Regions from separate parts of the Anas platyrhynchos genome. Here region 2 is linked to region 1. Evidence: chromatin contacts called from public Hi-C data. All regions are on one chromosome and are shown on one strand. Each heading gives the region's core, a stretch centred on a gene start, on an enhancer-like site or on the middle of the called end of the contact. The rest is flanking DNA. Distances are from core to core; before and after follow the strand shown.

Region 1 (2,883 bases), core at 179-2,678:
TTTTTTATACCCAAGCTGTGTACACTGGTCAGATTTTGCCTTGCTCTGCTGTGCCTCAGCCACTACAGGACGAGATGTGCCCCCTGAAGCAGAGGTGGCACGGAGAAGCCCCCGATCTCTGTTTCGGCTCTGCTCCCACATGGCAGAGGGACGAGGGGGCTCATCCACCCCACGAGGCTGTTCTCCTCCTCCCATCCCAGCGGCTGGGAGCATTGCCAGCTACAGCTATCACCATGGGGGCCACCATTCAGGCTTCAAAGTCGGACTTGAAACAGTCCAAAATGCAGATGGTCTCCAGGTTATTGTGGGAGCCTCCTGGGAATGCTGACTCCTCCATGGCCCCACGACGGGGCTGGGTGTCCCCCACCAGCCTTCCTGCTCCCCTGCATCGTCCCACAGCTTCTCGGTGGTGTTGTCCAGCAGAAGGCACGCACACACGTCCACCTCTCCCCACCGCAGCTCTCACTTCAGCCTCGTTCTCTGCCAGATCCGTCCTGGAAAGAGGAACTAACCAGCAAAAATAGGGGAAATGAACCGGTCCATATGGAAAGAACCATGGCTATGTAAGCAGCTTTCAGAGTAGAAATGGATTTAACTGTTTATTACCCAAAACACACAGCTGCTGCTCTGTGTCACTGACATTGGTGCCCAGCCAGGCTCAGGCACCCCTGGGCAGGACCTCAGGTGACAGGACTGCTGCAGCCAGAGGCCACCAGAGGTTCTGCAGCCCCGTGCAGGAGGTGCCCTTCTCAACCAGAAACACCACGGGAAGGATCCTTCCCTCAGGGGAATCGGGTGCAGGTGGCTACAGGAGGCCCTGGCATAAATGGGGACAGCGGAGAGGAAAAATTGAACCTGGCCACCATGGAGGGCCCTCCAAAAAAAACATCAAGGCCTGTCCCAGGGGCTCGGGCAGCCGTCTCGCCAGGAAACACAAGCAGAGTGCCGTTTCCCCAGTTCCTCCTGATTCCTTCCCTGCATGGCCAGCAGCCTCGCCTCTGTCCTGCCATGGGGAAAAGCCCTGCAGCACAGCTCATGCGAGCAGGGCCGGATCTCACCCCACTACATGAGCATGGCTGTGGTGCTGGGGCCGGGTCTTGTGTGTGGCACAAAGAGCCAGGTCATTTAGGGTGGCCAGGGGCTGATCTGAGAGTCACTGGAGCATCATTCAAGGGAGGTTCACACAACGGCATCGCGTAGGTGCAGGTACACTGCTGAAAAAGGGATTTTTCCTTGCTCCATCTCCAGCACAGCAGCTTTCACAGGGAGAGGAGGCTTTTACTTTAGGGAGGCAATGATTTCCAGGCACCTCTTTTCTGCTCCTCGCCCTGTTTTCTCAGCTCTGCTCAGCCCATTACCACGTTTCACCAGCTCTCACTTCTCCTTTCCCCTTGTTAATTCAGCCTCCCCCCAAGAGGAGGAACCACCCGGCAGCTGCACCCCCGACTGCCTCATTTCCCCGGCTCCCTCCTCAGCAGCGAGACGTCCGCCGCTCAGCTCAGCCATGCTCTGGGTGCTGAGGGTGGCCGTCCTCACCTGGACGCTGGCAGCTGTGAGTAGAGGGGCCGAGCTGTCCCAGGAGCTGTTGCCCTCTTCAGGGATTCAGGACTGCAAGAAGAACTTGAAGGTCCCGAGTCTGGAAGTCCTCCCTGGTGGGGGCTGGGATAACCTGAGGAATTTGGATATGGGCAGAGTGATCAACCTGGGCTACTCACTCTGCAAGACCACAGAAGATGGGTCCTACATCATCCCAGATGAGGTCTTCACCATCCCTCGCAAGCACAGCAACCTGGACATCAACTCTGAGATCATCGAGTCCTGGAAGAATTACCAAAGCGTCACCTCTTCCTCCATCAACCTGGAGCTGTCCCTCTTCTCCGCCATCAACGGCAAGTTCTCTCAAGCCTTCCACCAGACCAAGACCCACCAAGTACAGGACCGGGCTTTCACCACCCGAGTGCAAGTCAGGAACCTGGTTTACACCGTCAAGATAGACCCAGGAGCAGTTCTGGACAAGAGCTTCAAGAAGCAGCTGATGGTGATTGCCAGCCACTTGGAGAACAACCAGACCCGGATGGCCGATTTTCTGTCTGAAGTGCTGGTGCTCAACTACGGCACCCACACCATCACCTCTGTGGACGCTGGAGCCAGCTTGGTCCAGGAAGATCAGGTCAAAACAACCTTCCTGAAGGACAGCTGGGGCATGCGGAACACCATCACGGCCTCGGCCGGCGTTGCCTTCCACAGCATCATCAACATGAAAACCGAGGGCTCCCTGGACACCAGCTCCTCCTTCACCAAGCAGTACATGGAGAACCGTACCAACTCCAGGGTGGAGAGTGTCGGTGGGATCCCCTTTTACCCAGGCATCACCCTCAAGACGTGGCAGGAGGGGATCAGCAACCAGCTGGTGGCCATCGACCGCTCGGGGCTGCCCCTGTACTTCTTCATCAGCCCCAGCACCCTGCCAGAGCTGCCCACCCCCACGGTGAAGAAGCTGGCCAAGCGACTGGAGGCGGCCATCCGCCGCTACTACACCTTCAACACCTACCCCGGCTGCACTGACGCCACCTCGCCCAACTTCAACTTCCACGCCAACGCCGACGACGGCTCCTGCGAGGGGACCATGACCAACTTCACCTTCGGGGGTGTCTTCCAGAAGTGTGTTGGGCTTTCTGGCCCGGACGCCGGCGCGCTGTGCCACACGCTGGAGCAGAAAAATCCCCTCACGGGGGATTTCTCCTGCCCCTCTGCCTACATCCCGGTGCTGCTGGGCGCGCAGGAGCGGGAGGAAGGCCACAGCCACCTGGAGTGCCACAAAAAGTGCACCCTGGGCATCTTCTGCCACCGCGTGTGCCAGGACGTCTTCTGGCTCTCCCGGGT
Region 2 (3,057 bases), core at 421-2,920, 57 kb before region 1:
CATTTTTTCCTTTATTTTTTTTTCTGACATAGCCTTTGTTCCTCTCTGCCCATGAAACAGAGTTAAAGATCTTCATCTCTCATTGCTACTGCTCTCAGGGCAATTGTTATAGCCGATGCTGCCTGAAGCATTCATCCAAACTAGCAACAAGAGCTCCACACAGAAGCTGACAAGGTATAGCCATTGAATTTACTGCCAGAAAGTGAGGTTACCAGTGCTGCCAGCACAGTCCTGCTTGGTGAAAGTCTTAGTTTCATTAGCAGCCCTTATTTCTTACTGATCGAGTGCCACAACTTGCCTCGTTTCTGCTCTGCATACATCTGGCTAGTGGAAAGTTCCCAGCCAGAGAAGTCCTGCTAGCAGAAAAGCATTACACTCGTGGTCACAGCAGGTGGAGGACTATCAAATGATCATTGGAGGGAATTAAACACAGTTTGGTTCAAAGATATTCACAAATGCTTTGTAGGCTTCTCTGCCCAGTCCTTCCAGAGAGAAAGGTAAACATTACATATATGCTCTGCAAAGAGGAAGAAGTAGAGTGACATGCCCAAGAGCACAGAACAAGAGACTAAAAGTTGATGGAGGAGTCCTGAAGTCCAAATCCAGCTGTGATCATTAAAAGCCAAACTAGTTCAGAGAAGAGCAACAAAAGCAAATCATGCCAGGACAGTGGATTCAGCTGCCAAGATGCAGCAGAATAAACTGGCTTCTGCTCAGCAACTGCTGGCAGCAGTGGCTCCATGGCTGATGCAGTGCATGGCCCTCACCCACCTCTTTGCACTCACGACTGACTGGCTCTGGAGCCGCATTGTGGCTGGCAGCTGTGATCATTGCACTGCTGGTGCTCTTGTTTCGCGCGTGGCCTTTCCTGAAGACAGCTTTAGAAGGGCTCTGGAGCTGAGGGTGCAGCTCCCAGTTTGGAGATGAAGGTGTGGATGTGATCACAAGCGTCTTCAGAGCTGTCACCTCTGCCTGCAGCATGTCAATCTGCAAGAGACAAGGCGAGAGTCACCAGCACCAATCCAGCACAGAGAGCAAGTCACAGACAGCACAGTTCTCACCTTTCCCCGTGCTTCCTTCAGCTGTTTCTCTGCCGCCGCCTGTTTCGTGTTCGCTTCTCTCACCATCTTGTGTGCTTCCTGGACCAGAAAGAATTTCAGTCTGTCTGCTGCAGTTCCATCTCATAAAGCCACCAGGGCAGGCCAAAGCTCTGCCACATCACAGGCAAGCAAGGGGACAGACATCACTGCCACATCCGAGGGTTTTACTCTACTAGATATGAAGAGTTCTCCCCCAGAATTTCCCAGAAAAAGGGTCTCAGGTCCTGGAGTGCATCCCCCTTCTAGGACTATAATTGACTAAATTGGCTAAGAGTTTAGCTGGCTGAGTCCAAGGTCGTAATCTTCACTGACAAAAGGTGCTGTGAAGAAAGCTAGAAGCAAGGGCCTGCCCCTCCTTGCCCTTGGGATTTGTTCTAAGGCTGATGCTTTAACACTGGCACCCACCTGTGCTACATTTCAGCCATCTAGCAGTTGTGTCTGCACCCCATCCAGTGCTCCTGCAACCCTGACTCTAAGCCTGAGGGTTGTTTCCTGGCTTGACCTCAGCCATGTGTCATCACTGCATGCTTGCTGGCTGACCACTGGACTGTTTCTCACCCTGATCACCATCTCTGGCAAAGATCCCGACCCAGACTCCACATCCTTGCCCCTCCACTGGTTGAGGTCACTGCTCTCCTGCCCTCACCTGACTTGTTACTGCACTCTGCTCCCACTTCCTTCATGGCCTGGCCAGCCCTCGCTGCTCTGGGCACGGCTGCAATGCAGCAGCGGTAGCTCAGGTGGGGACTAAACAAGACTAGCCTGAAAGCATCTCCCACAGGAAGGGTGAGGTGGGTGCTGTCGGTCTCAGCTGAGGCCACCCCACAGCACGGCCTGGAAGCACTTTGTCCAAGGCCACCAAAGGAAGGAGAAATCCCTCGGGTGTGCTGTCTCTAAGCTCACTGTGAGCCCGGGCAGCCAGCTGTCCATAAGGGGGATGCTCTCTGGGCGCTCCCACTCAGCACCAGCCTGTGCTTCAAAGGTGAAGCTGGGCTCTGGCTTCCCTCACTGTGCAGTCAGATCTAGAGATTAGAGCTGTTGGCAACGGGATCTTGTCAGGATTGAGCTTGACATGAACCACATCACCAAAAAAACTAAAGCAAAACACCACCACAAACATCAACACCACAAACAGACCTTCTGAACCCTCACTGGCGCTGAGCGTACAGGGACATCCAACTTGCTCCTACCCCAAGCAAGGGCTGACACGAGCCAGGGACTCATCTCTGCTACACAGCAGCTGCTGCTCAGATTGCAGAGCAGGCACAGGGCAGGGAGTCACGCTCTGGGCATCCCCATATCTGGTTTTGCTTGGGTTTGCAACCACAGTCCCATACCTGCTGTGCTATTTATGTCACCATACAGCTGTGAGGAGGGGAAAGGAACGCATGCAAACCCTCCCCAGGAGCAGGTACCAGCTCCTGTGAGGCTCTGCTGGCAGCTCTGCGCAGCTTTCCAATGAGAAAGAACAACAGAGGGAAGGAGGAAGCTGTGGGAGGTGATACGGCTGTGGAAGTCCTTTGAGGTAGACTTTCTCTGGAGTTGGAAGCGAGCTGAGTTTTAAGAAACGATGGGAAAAGGAAGAGGGTGGTACCTCAAACAGGCTAGCTGTTAACTCCTCTAGCTCCTGCTCCAGTTGTTCCCTGACTTTTGACAGTCTCTCACATTCTTTGTCCTTCAGCTTCAGCTCCTGTTGAGGAAGACAAGAGGGATGCATGAGCTCCTAGCAAACCTACCCCTGCGTGGATCACAGGCCCAGGACTCCTGTCGCAGCACTCGGTGCCACCCAAGGCATCCCTCCACAAGTCGTGGTGGGCTTCTCAGGTTGGCATTGCTCCTTTGCCATCAGCAATGAGGCTGCACAGTAAGCACTGCCCTCCTCAAGCTGCTCTCTGCATATCACAGACCCCTGTAGCAGGTTTCTGGGACTAATTTGGACATTGGCCCAGGGACTTTG

Evidence for each region. A called contact is a pair of places that touch in the nucleus more often than the background predicts.
Region 2: a Hi-C map of skeletal muscle shows a contact between it and region 1, with 1.8 times the contacts expected there. The contact joins the enhancer-like site here to the promoter of MPEG1 in region 1. A contact is called at or near these places in 2 of 8 Hi-C or Micro-C datasets (liver and skeletal muscle).

What each region holds. Positions count from the first base shown.
Region 1 is chr5:54,134,914-54,137,796 of IASCAAS_PekinDuck_T2T, reverse strand. MPEG1 (macrophage expressed 1) reads left to right here and starts at 1,428. Exons shown (of 1, transcript XM_027457825.3): 1 at 1,428-2,883. The coding sequence starts at 1,505.
Region 2 is chr5:54,191,939-54,194,995 of IASCAAS_PekinDuck_T2T, reverse strand. RAB3IL1 (RAB3A interacting protein like 1) reads right to left here. Exons shown (of 12, transcript XM_072039137.1): 4 at 2,695-2,790; 5 at 1,062-1,139; 6 at 772-987. Among named protein-coding and RNA genes, the nearest start is that of RAB3IL1, 21 kb to the right of the region's middle. Within about 2 kb of position 1,670, at least 2 of the 8 cell types and tissues checked have an H3K27ac peak or open chromatin away from gene starts, as enhancers often do.